2 separate regions of the Mus musculus genome follow, and region 2 is linked to region 1. Evidence: chromatin contacts called from public promoter capture Hi-C data. All regions are on one chromosome and are shown on one strand. Each heading gives the region's core, a stretch centred on a gene start, on an enhancer-like site or on the middle of the called end of the contact. The rest is flanking DNA. Distances are from core to core; before and after follow the strand shown. Region 1 overlaps Ttc39a (tetratricopeptide repeat domain 39A). Region 2 holds the start of Dmrta2 (doublesex and mab-3 related transcription factor like family A2).

Region 1 (5,052 bases), core at 824-3,323:
CCAGGCTGGAATGAGAGACTTGTCTTAGTTTGGGTTTCTATGGCTGAGGTGAAACATCGTGACACACAGAGGAGGAAAGGGTTGATTGGACTCACAGTTCCATAGAACAGTTCATCACAGAGAGCAGCAAGGGCAGGAACTCAAGCAGGGCAGGAACCTGGAGGCAGGAGCTGATGCAGAGGCCGTGAGGGGGGCTGCTTACTGCCTTACTCCTCGTGGCTTATTCAGCCTGCTTTCTTATGAAACCCAGGACCACCAGCTCAGGGTGACATCACCCTCCCACATCAATCACTAATCTTAAAAAAAAAAAAAAAAAATCCTCCAGGCTTGCCTACAGTCTGATCTTATGGGGGGCATTTTCTCTGTTGAAGTTACCTCCTTCCAGATGACGCCAGTTTATATCAAGTTGACATAAAAAACAGACAGGAAAAAAAAGTCTGGGTAATGGGTAATGGCTCAGTGTATAAAATGCTCACTGCATACGTGTGAGAACCTGAGTTCGTCAGCACATGCATAAAGCTAGGCTTCCTTGCAGGTGTCTGTAACCCCAGTTTGGGACTGGCAAGTGGGGCAGAGTTGAAGCAGGGCAAATACAGGAAGTCCCTAGGGTTCACTGGCAAGCCCACATAGCTGAAATGACAAGGTTCATATTCCATGAAGAGATATCACTTCAAAAAATAAGATAGAGAGCAAGAGAGAATGACATCTGGAAGCCAGTGTCTGGCCTCCTTCACAGATTCATGTGCCAAATATATGTTCTAGCACACACAAAAAATGAGTTATTGAATAGTAGCTCATTTTTCATATTAACTATGGGAGATAGTTAATACATGGTCTCATATAGGCAAGGGGAACACATAGTCCATGAGTCACATGACGGGACAAGGGGATAGGGACAGAAGGAAATCAGTAAGCCACAGGAGAATGTGGGACATGACAGCTGGACATGGTGGCACAAGCTTTTAATCCCAGCCATTGCCTTGATCCAGATGGGGGTGGGGTGGGAGTGGGGCTCCACCTGTAGCCCACAGCAGTCCTTCAAGACATATATGGCCTACCTCTTGACTGTACCCCATGTTGTCCCTGACTGGGGAGTTTTTTCACTGAAAGTCATCAAACATGGTATATCTTCTGTTCTTCATGGCTCTGTGCCTTCAGTGTCTTCTCTTTGTTCTCTCTGTATCCTGGCCTAGGCCTGCCACCGAGAGTGCCCAGCAAGCACAAGAATTCAAGGTCCTTTCTGCCCCCGCTATAATAAAGCTCGAAGGACCTGTCAGGCTTTCCATGACCTGCCCCAAACACAGGATCGTCTGATGGCATCTCTTCCCCATCCCTCCATAGACCCTCTGGGCTTTTGCCTGTGAAGACTTTCTCTTACGGCCTCCCTGCCCCCACCCTGACAGACCTCTTCCACTCACTGACAACCAGGAGTCAGGCTGGAGTATGCAGTGACTCATTTACAGTCAAGTCATCCAGGGACATCGGGTAGACCACAGTCACTTCTGATCCAAGGCCTTCTCCCTGGTGTCAGCTGTTTGCCCTCTCATTCCACAAATGTTTACCTCACTGCAGTAGGAAACCCAGGCTGTGCCAGGCACACAGTACCTGTCAGCTTCCAGCAAGTGGCTTCTGGCATCCGGCCTCACTTTCATACCACAGCCCTTACCCAGTGGACACAGAGCCTCTCGGGAGTACCCGAGCCCTGAGCCCGTGCATTTCTTGCTCTGGGCTTTCACCCTCCCTGGCTCCCCTTCAAAGGTTTTACCTTCTTAGGCCTACTTGGAGCCCTTTGATTTAAAACACATAAAGTGTAAACAATGTGTTGGTGATGTGTCCATGTGGCTGGTGGCTGCCACACTGGGGTAGCACAGAAGAAAGACACCCCTGCCACAGTAGCCAGTGTGATTAGACAGCACTTGCTAGACATGTGATAGGTAGATACGCTGACACTTCGGAGTTGGAGGGGTGTAACTCGGGAAGCAGGGGATGCTTAGCGTGGATAGACAGGGCCCTGGATCAATCCCCAGCACCAAGTCCAGTTTCTCTGCTGGTCACAGCTTTTCCCTCCTCCCAACCCTGAGTCCTGTTCAAACATTTGGTTCTGTTTAGATGCCAGGGGACAAATCTGTGTTCAGTCAGGGGTTTGGCCCTTAGCTCCGAGGCTCCATGGCTTATCGGGGCGACCCCTGACCCACAGTGTCAGCTTACCTTGGACCAGGAGTTCTCCTTGCTCAGCAGGTCGGCGTAGAAGTAGGCCATTTTCCACTGGCCCTTGTAGGTAAAGCACCACATCAGCTCCCAGTAGCACATGTGGTGAAACTGCTTCCAGTGCTGCTGGGCCTCGCAGCACTCCTCAAACCGCCGGACAGCCTGGGACAAGCAGAGGTCAGCTCAGGGAGGCCCACCGGACCCCCATAGGACAGCCTGGGACAAGCACAGGCCAGCTTAGGGAGGCCCAGTGGGCCCCCATAGGACAGCCTGGGACAAGCAGAGGCCAGCTTAGGGAGGCCCAGCGGGCCCCCATAGGACAGCCTGGGACAAGCACAGGCCAGCTCAGGGAGGCCCCACCTGGCCCCACAGCCCACAGCAGGGATGGCCTCCCCCAAGGCACGGGCGTCTGGAAGCCAGGGAATCTGGCTTCCTGTACTGGCGCGACACTAAGCCTCATTGACGATCCATGATGCTTGCCCCCTCGTATGGATTCTAGAGATCTGGTCCCTGAGTGAGAGCTCCGAGCAGAGCACACTGGGGGAGGGGACAGAAGGTACAAGCTGTTGAGGCTGTAATTCTCCCATCCCTGTGTGCACGTGGGCATGGATGTGGGTGGAGCCAACCCCAAGCACCTTTCCTCAGGAGCTATCCATCTTTATCTTGAGACAGGGTTTCTCGCTGAGACCTGGGGTTCCCCGATTAGGCTAGGCTGGCTGGTCAACAAACCTCATGCCACCATGTCTGGCTTTTTCACATGGGTGCTGGGGACTAAACTCAGGTCTTATCCTTTTGTGCCAAGCAGCTTACCAACTGGGCCATCCATCCAGTCCCAGAAGGTGTTAATATACTAATACAATAATGTCTGGACCTCAGAAAGAACACCAAAGAGTCCAGTAGTTTCCATGGTTACTCACAGCCAGGGATTTATCCTGCGAGGGCTCGCTGGAGATTTCCAGGACTCTGGAATGTAGCCTTCTATATTGGCATAGTTCTCTGAGCTTTGCCATGGCTGTGACCTTCCCTGTCTCTAGCTCAGTGGTTCTCACCCTTACTAATGCTGTGACCTTTTAATACAGTTCCTCGTGTTGTAGTGATTCCCAACCATACAATTATTTTCATTGCTACTTCATAACTGTAATTTTGTTACTGTTGTGAACTGTAAATATCTAAAGTTTTCTTCTGATGGTCTTAGGTGACTCCCGTGAAAGGGTCATTTGGCCCCAAAAGGGTCATGACCCACAGGTTGAAAAACATTGCCCAATCCCTTTCCATGGCCCTTTCTCCTCCTTCCTCACTCCCACCCCTACCCTATTCACCGAATCCAGCCTAGTCACCCATGCCCCGGGGGGACAGCAGCTTTTCCTGATCAGGAATGTCAGAATCCTATATCTTCCTATCAAAAGGCACCTCTCTCCTCCCAGACCACCTCTGACAGAATGCTTCTCCTACCCCTGCCCCTTCCTGGGCTCACCCTATCCCCGAGTATGGCCTCTATGTATCTAACGTCTTGCTGGGCTGGGATACCCCAAGAAAGCCCCACATCACTCACAGCATCAATATTTCCTTTGATAGCTTCAATCCGCCCAGCAAAGAACAGGAAGATGGCGCCCTGCAATGATACTCGTGAGGATCCGGGTGGGTCCACTGGGTACTGGTGGGGTGGGAGTGCCCAGCAGGGACTGGTCTCACCTTGGGGTATCGGTTCAGGTAGGGCTTCAGCAGCTTCTCTGCCTCCTCGATGTTGACATTCCCAGTACCTGGAGGTGGCAGGGAGGTACATTGCTCGGGTAACCGTTGCTGGGGCCTGCGCTCCCTCTAACAACCTGCCAAAGCCTTCTTGGGGCCTCTGCCTTTCCCTTGTGGGATGGTACAATGATTCCTCCTATCTCTAGAGTGATAGGAGGCTTAAACAAGCTAATGTGGATACTGCCGGGTCACATCACAGGCTCAATAATCTGGAGGCCACTTTTCAGTCTGCACCCAGGAGGGACAGCATCTTCATACTTTCCACAAGGTGGCGCAATCGCCCCCATTTCACAGATGGAACCCACAGAGAGAGGAAATTGCTGTTCAGTAAGCCAGATGCAGGCTGCAGACCTGGCTCGGCCCCAGTCCTGCGTGCCTGAGCAGGGTGTGCAGCCTCTCACCCGGGAGCCCGCCCTCTTGCACACTGGGCCTCCTACCGAGCACGAAGGTGAGGAAGGTGTGATAACACAGCAACAGCATGACGCACAGCACTGCACGGAAGCTGTGTCCGGTTGCGCCCTCCTCCAGCTGCAGCAGCCCATAGTCCTGGGGACAAGAAGAGAGGCTGGCAGTCATGAGACCCCCATGAGGGGGTCAAGAGTGCGTGCAGGTGGAGCGATGGGGAGGGGAGAAGGAATAGCTTGAGGAAAATAACCCTAACCACAATCTGGTACTGATGGTTCCAGAAGCCTGGGGCCTTGAAAGGCTTGCTGGGGGAGAATGTTCCAGAACATCTCTGTGACCAGACCTAACCTGTGTGTGTAGTCTCCATCTTCTCAAATATAGGCCTGGCCTGCCTCAAACCCTCCACAGCTTCTCTGCTGGGGGAATTGCTGCGCCCGAACAGGCTAGGGTTGACCTTCCCACCTGAGACCTCCCTATCCAACTGCCTGCTCTAGGGAGCAACACACGGGGCCCTGAAGCCTCCAGCTGTGGGGGTTTCCCAGGGCCAAGGATGGGGCTCACACAACTCAGCTCTCACCCACAACGAGAAGCGAAACAGGCAGAGCCGTGGCCAACCTTATCGCTATTTTTTCTTCTTCTTTTTTAAGATTTATTTACTATATAGCACACTACATGCATGTATGTATGCAC
Region 2 (5,052 bases), core at 1,098-3,597, 540 kb before region 1:
CCAGCTCCAGGACCCCCGCCGTCGGTGGCGCAAACCGAGCCAAAGACTTCGTAGGCAGGCCGCGGGGGGATGATGCCGTTGGCGGCGGCCAGCGCCAGGCCCTCGGCAGTGCCGTACAGCAATTGCAACTCGCGCGCCTCGTTCTCCTCCTGCGCCTGCTGCCTGCGCAAGGCCACCTGAGCCGCCATGACGCGCTGGCGCTCGGCGATGAGCGTACACTTGGCGCACAGGCAGTCCTTCCAGCGGCAGTAGCGCTTGTGGCCCTTGAGCGCGGACACCACTCCGTGGTTGCGGCAGCGCGCGCACTTGGGGGTCCGCGGGTACTTCTCCGCTGCCCTCAACAGCAGCGGCGGCGCCCGCAGCAAGCCTCCGGCCACGCTCACTGGTAGCGATGCTGCGGCAGCTGCCGCCGCAGCCACCGACGCCACCGATGCCACGGGTGGTCCCGTCGCTGTCGCTGCTGCTGTCGCCGCACCGGGCACGCTGGGCAGCTCCGAGCGCAGCTCCATGGCTGGACCTAGCGTGGGGAAAGTGGGGATACCTGAGTCAGGGTAATACAGTCACTAGGCTTAAGCACGGCCTGCAGAAACCCATTTTGGGAAACTTTGGTTGTACAAGTTTAACTAAACTTGTGGCTGTCAAACTGCTGGGGAAACGAACTGGAAGCTCCCTGTAAACAAGTACGCCCCCACCCCCACCACTGACCTCTTATATCTGACTACACGTGTAAGATTTCGTTTGAATCAGTAGTTCCGCCAAGGGGAAAAAAACAAGACAACGTTTGGAAGTCATTGGTGCAGTTGAATGTAAAGAGGATTTGGAAAGAAAATATTATGCCCAAAGCTTAGGTTAATTGGGGTGAGTCGAGAAAAGAGAAATATTTGCCTGAAAGGGACTCAGATTACAGAGAAAACTTGGGACCAACAAGCGGATGTCAAAGGCAAAGCAAGAAAAAAAAAAAAAAAGGAGCAAAATGATCCCGTTTGGTGGACAGGTGAAGAGGAGAGAAATGTGCAGGCGGGGTGAGGAGGTGAACAGGTTGGGCTGGGGTCTTAATTGTAGCTTTCAATGTGGAAGCAGAGGAATTCGAGCAAAAAGGAACTGAAGAATTTTTTCCTGTTAGAAGTAGGGTAAGAACTAGAAGACAAAACTTGGAGGCAAAGTTCGGCTTATGGCCCTGGGATCACAGCCAAAAGAATTCTGCAAATACTGTGGTCTGAGCCTCTAAAGGGTTAGTTCTATTCCACAGAACTGAGTGTAGGAGAGCTGAGAAGAGAGAAAAGCCATCGGAAGAAACTTTCTTTGGACTGGCCACCCTAGCTCAAAGATTAGTTGAATAACAAGAAAAACGTCCAGAAACAGCTGACAAGGCGACCCGGACTGAGGTCCACCGAGAGGGACAGCGCTGCTTAGGAAAAAAATCTCCAGCAAAAGGTAGGGCGGGGATAGGGTGAAACCTGTGGCTTGGGGGTTAGACTTTTAGTCTGGAGTAGTCAGAGGAAAGCACATCTTCAGAAAAGTTAGACTTTGCAGGAGCCAGAGTCCTTTTGCTCAATGCCTCTTACCCAACCCCCACCCCTCCCAGTTTAGGAACTGAGTCCTCAGACACGCCCTCCTCATCCTGGGACCTCTTGGGACCCCGCTTGTGCGCAGGTTCCAGAGTGTTGGTCTCAGACCAGGGTTCTGGGACTTGCACAATCCAGCAGGCCTCAAAGGAGGCCAGGAAGTCGCCTCCAAAACTGACCCTGAAGGGACCCGAGAGTCTCACCTGCGCCGCAGCCGCAGAAGGCCCAGCAGGCCCTGCTCCTGGCTTCCGCCGCGGCCTCCACTCCCCGCCACGCAGCCCGGGTCCCCGCCAGAGCCGGGAGCCGCTCCTGGGGTCCGGGTCTGGGAATCCCAGAGCACCGTGTGCTCCGAGGCCTCTTCCCCCAGACCCTCAAGCACTCAATGCCCAAGGCCCGGCAGGGCCTGGGCCTCGCCCTCGGGGGCCACCGACCCGGTCGCCTCCCCTGCTCGGCTGCCGGCCCTCCCCTACCTGCCTCGAGCTCCGGGCTCCTCCTCTGTTGGCGCAGCACGCGTCGCCCAGCTCGGCTCGCGCCTCGGCTCTCTTGGCCTCGTCCCTCTGCCCCCGGCCCCTTCTCTGACCACGTCACCCTCCTTCAGCCACCATGTCCGAACTTCCGGACCCCTCTAGGAACACAGCAGTCCAACACCCCGGAGGGGCCTCGGGGCCGGGGGCCTGGCCGAGGGCGGGCTGGTTGCAACCGGCGTCCCCTCGGTGCGCTCCGGACGCTGCGCTCGCCCCGGGCCGGGTAGTCCGGCGCTGCCAGCTCTCAATGAGCCGCTCGCCCGCTCTATTGTTGCTCCTCAGGGCTCCATTAGACAGAATTGGACAACAATGTGGCGCCTGCCATTGGCCAGGGGAGACAGTCGGCGCTCTGATTGGCCGGGCCCGCGCCCGGGGAGCCCCTCATTCTACAGTGTCCGAAAGATTCGAAACTCCGCACGCTCTGCTGAGTGCCTGCGGGATGGGAGGGGGCGCCAGGGAAGGAGTGCGCGAGGAGGAGCGTTGCAAATGTCGTGACAAGAAGTTTCCGTGCGCCCGAGAGCGTGTGAATTGCTCCTAATTACCGTGTCCGGTGCGCCTCTCCGCGTAGACGTGTGTAACCCCTCTACTCCTGGGGCTCCGGCTCCACTGAGCCACTCTCCCTTGGCCCGGGGCGCTTGGCAAGGCCTAGCTTCCCAAGTGGCCCCGGAGGCCTGGGGCGGGACAGGAGCAGGTGACAATTCAATTACCGCTGTCGAAGTGGGAGTGGAACCCGGGTGCCGGGGTGGGGGAGGGAGGGCGTTCACCGCAGACTTGCCAAGATGGTTTTTGCTGGCTTCCTTCTGACCGTGACCGTGTGCTTCCACGTCCGACGGGCTCCGAGGTAGTTGAGAGCCGGTTTGCTCCCTTCCCCCGCCCTCTATCACCTTTAATGCTTAGTTTCTTCGTTTGCAAAGTCCTGACACCGTGGGCGTCACGGAGTGGTAAGTGCGATTTGTAAGGATTTGTGTTTTCAAGCTAGGAGCCCCGGGAGGAACGTGGGTCCAAGCGCTGCAGCTTCTCCTCTCCCTGCGCCCCTGCCCTTTCCCTCGGCCCCCTGTGCCCTCCTTGCCTTTCCGAATTTCTTTGCATCTTGCTGCCCTTTTTTGTGGAATTCTTTTTGTGGCTGTTTGAAATTAACAAAGTTTACTTGTAACTTTTTTTTTTTAAAGCCAAAGTAAAAAGCCGCCTTTGCGACTCCCCAGATCCTCTGGAGGCTGGAGGAACCGGCCAGACGGTCAGACCCATCAGCCCACAAGACTTCCGCAGGGGGCGAGGGCACTGGACCTGCTTTGACTTGGCCTTCCTCGACCCGTGCTGACGTCACGGCCCGAGAACCCCCTTGGGTCTGCGGAGGAGGTAACAAGTTCGAATTTTGTATCTCTTCCTAGTTATTCCCATCTGTTACTGATGTTTAAATCCTTGGACTGTGTCACCCTCCAGCTCGGACTTTTCCTTTGCCTTTGAGGCTAACATTCTGTTACTCTCATTTTTGCTTTCTACTTTTCTCCTTCAGAGTAAAGAAAATTCGTTTAAATGAAATGCGAAACTATCTCCTTACTCCCTTTCCGATCCCTGCCGTGCGTTTTGGCATTGATTTTTAGAAACCCTTGGGCGTCGGAAGTCGGGTCTCTGCCACTGCAGACGGTCATCTGCTAGGCACCCAGAGCCTGCCTCAGGAGGACCCGCGACTGGGACTGGAAAGAAGAGGAGATCAGCAGGACCCCAAAACAGAACCATGGTCCTGCAAGGGTCAGGATGCGCTCCGCCCAAGGAGCCAACTGAGGATCCGACTGGGGGAGATAAGAAGGGGCGTTGAGCCTCAGAATCTAGCAGACAGCTTCCAGAAAGTTCGCCAGGCCTGTTTCAAAGGAGCCTGGACACGAATAATATAGAATAGTAGCCTGGTGCCCGCCACAGGGAAAGTTCTCCAGAGCCGGGAGAAAGGATTTGATAGGGAGTTAAGGGTCTCGAGATCTCCAGGGGCCAGAGGGTAGAATAACTCTGACTATGCCTGAGTGCTGGCCTGTGGGAGGGAGGGGCAGGGAGGCTTCGCGTGCTGCCAGATTCCACGCGAGGCTTCTACTCGCCTGCTTTTAGAGCTTTTGGGGGGAATATTTCAGAAAAAAAATGTGGACCCCCAAACAAAATAACCTAACCAGATCCGCTTAGTTTTCTGGGAAGGGTGGCCTAACTTTTCTCGCACCTGAGGCTTGCGCACTTAGATGTCCTGACACTTAGATGGAGACGACAACGGTTACCGGAACCCCAGCTCTTGCTTTGAGCTGGATCGAACCTGTTTTGTCTTGTCTTGTTTTGTTTCTTCCTTTCCCACAGACAGGGTTGTTTCATAGTGTAACAAGCCCTGCCTAGACTCGCTTTGTAGACCAGGCTGGACTCTGAACACACAGAGATCCGCCTGCCTCTGCCTTTCCAGTGCTGGGATTAAAGTCCTGAGCCACCATGCCGGGCTGAACTTCCTTTTCTTAAAAGGCAGGAGGTATCGCATCCTGCAAAACAGCTCAGGCCAAACCACAGGGTGTACCCCGATCCGGATGCTCTTTCCTCTAGTTGATATCTCCCCGGGTCTGAGTTTCCAAGCTCTCTTTTCCCAAGTCGCCGATGGGGGCATTCACGTGAAGAATTAAGGAAGGAATCAGGAAAAAAAAGGCTTGTTCTGGACTGAGAGAACCATGCCCTTGTCGGCTTCCCAGGCCCTTCCTGATGTTAGCTTCTGCTGATAGGAGCCCTGCCCAAAATGGAGAGGACTGGAAGTGACCCAGCTAAGCCGCTAGCCTTAGGGAGCACATATCCAACAGGAGGACAAGGAAGACCCATCATCATCACCACCACCACCACCACGCACATCCCAACAGAACTCCACCCTTAGGACCTCAGTGCAGGGTCGGACACACCTTTCATGTACACACGGGGGGGGGGGGTGCGCTCACCTCTGACGTTCTCCC

The links. Promoter capture Hi-C pulls out the DNA fragments that hold promoters and counts their contacts.
Region 2: a contact with region 1 is called in a promoter capture Hi-C map of embryonic stem cells, with 5 times the contacts expected there. The contact joins the promoter of Dmrta2 here to the enhancer-like site in region 1. A contact is called at or near these places in 3 of 39 promoter capture datasets (the C10 cell line, embryonic stem cells and stem cell-derived epiblast-like cells), 1 of 484 Hi-C or Micro-C datasets (embryonic stem cells), 5 of 115 datasets of contacts at active chromatin or transcription factors (astrocytes, bone marrow-derived macrophages, embryonic forebrain and 2 more) and 2 of 9 other capture datasets (adipose tissue and embryonic stem cells).

Annotation. Positions count from the first base shown.
Region 1 is chr4:109,430,307-109,435,358 of GRCm38.p6, reverse strand. It overlaps Ttc39a (tetratricopeptide repeat domain 39A), which reads right to left. Exons shown (of 18, transcript NM_153392.2): 9 at 4,395-4,503; 10 at 3,901-3,968; 11 at 3,761-3,820; 12 at 2,209-2,370. Among named protein-coding and RNA genes, the nearest start is that of Ttc39a, 26 kb to the right of the region's middle. Within about 2 kb of position 2,073, at least 73 of the 459 cell types and tissues checked have an H3K27ac peak or open chromatin away from gene starts, as enhancers often do. A contact at or near this core is called in astrocytes, where this site is marked.
Region 2 is chr4:109,975,320-109,980,371 of GRCm38.p6, reverse strand. Dmrta2 (doublesex and mab-3 related transcription factor like family A2) reads right to left here and starts at 2,347. Exons shown (of 3, transcript NM_172296.2): 1 at 2,036-2,347; 2 at 1-517. The coding sequence starts at 509. Dmrta2os (a long non-coding RNA gene) reads left to right here and starts at 760. Exons shown (of 4, transcript XR_868017.3): 1 at 760-1,434; 2 at 1,586-3,030; 3 at 3,259-3,445; 4 at 3,603-5,052.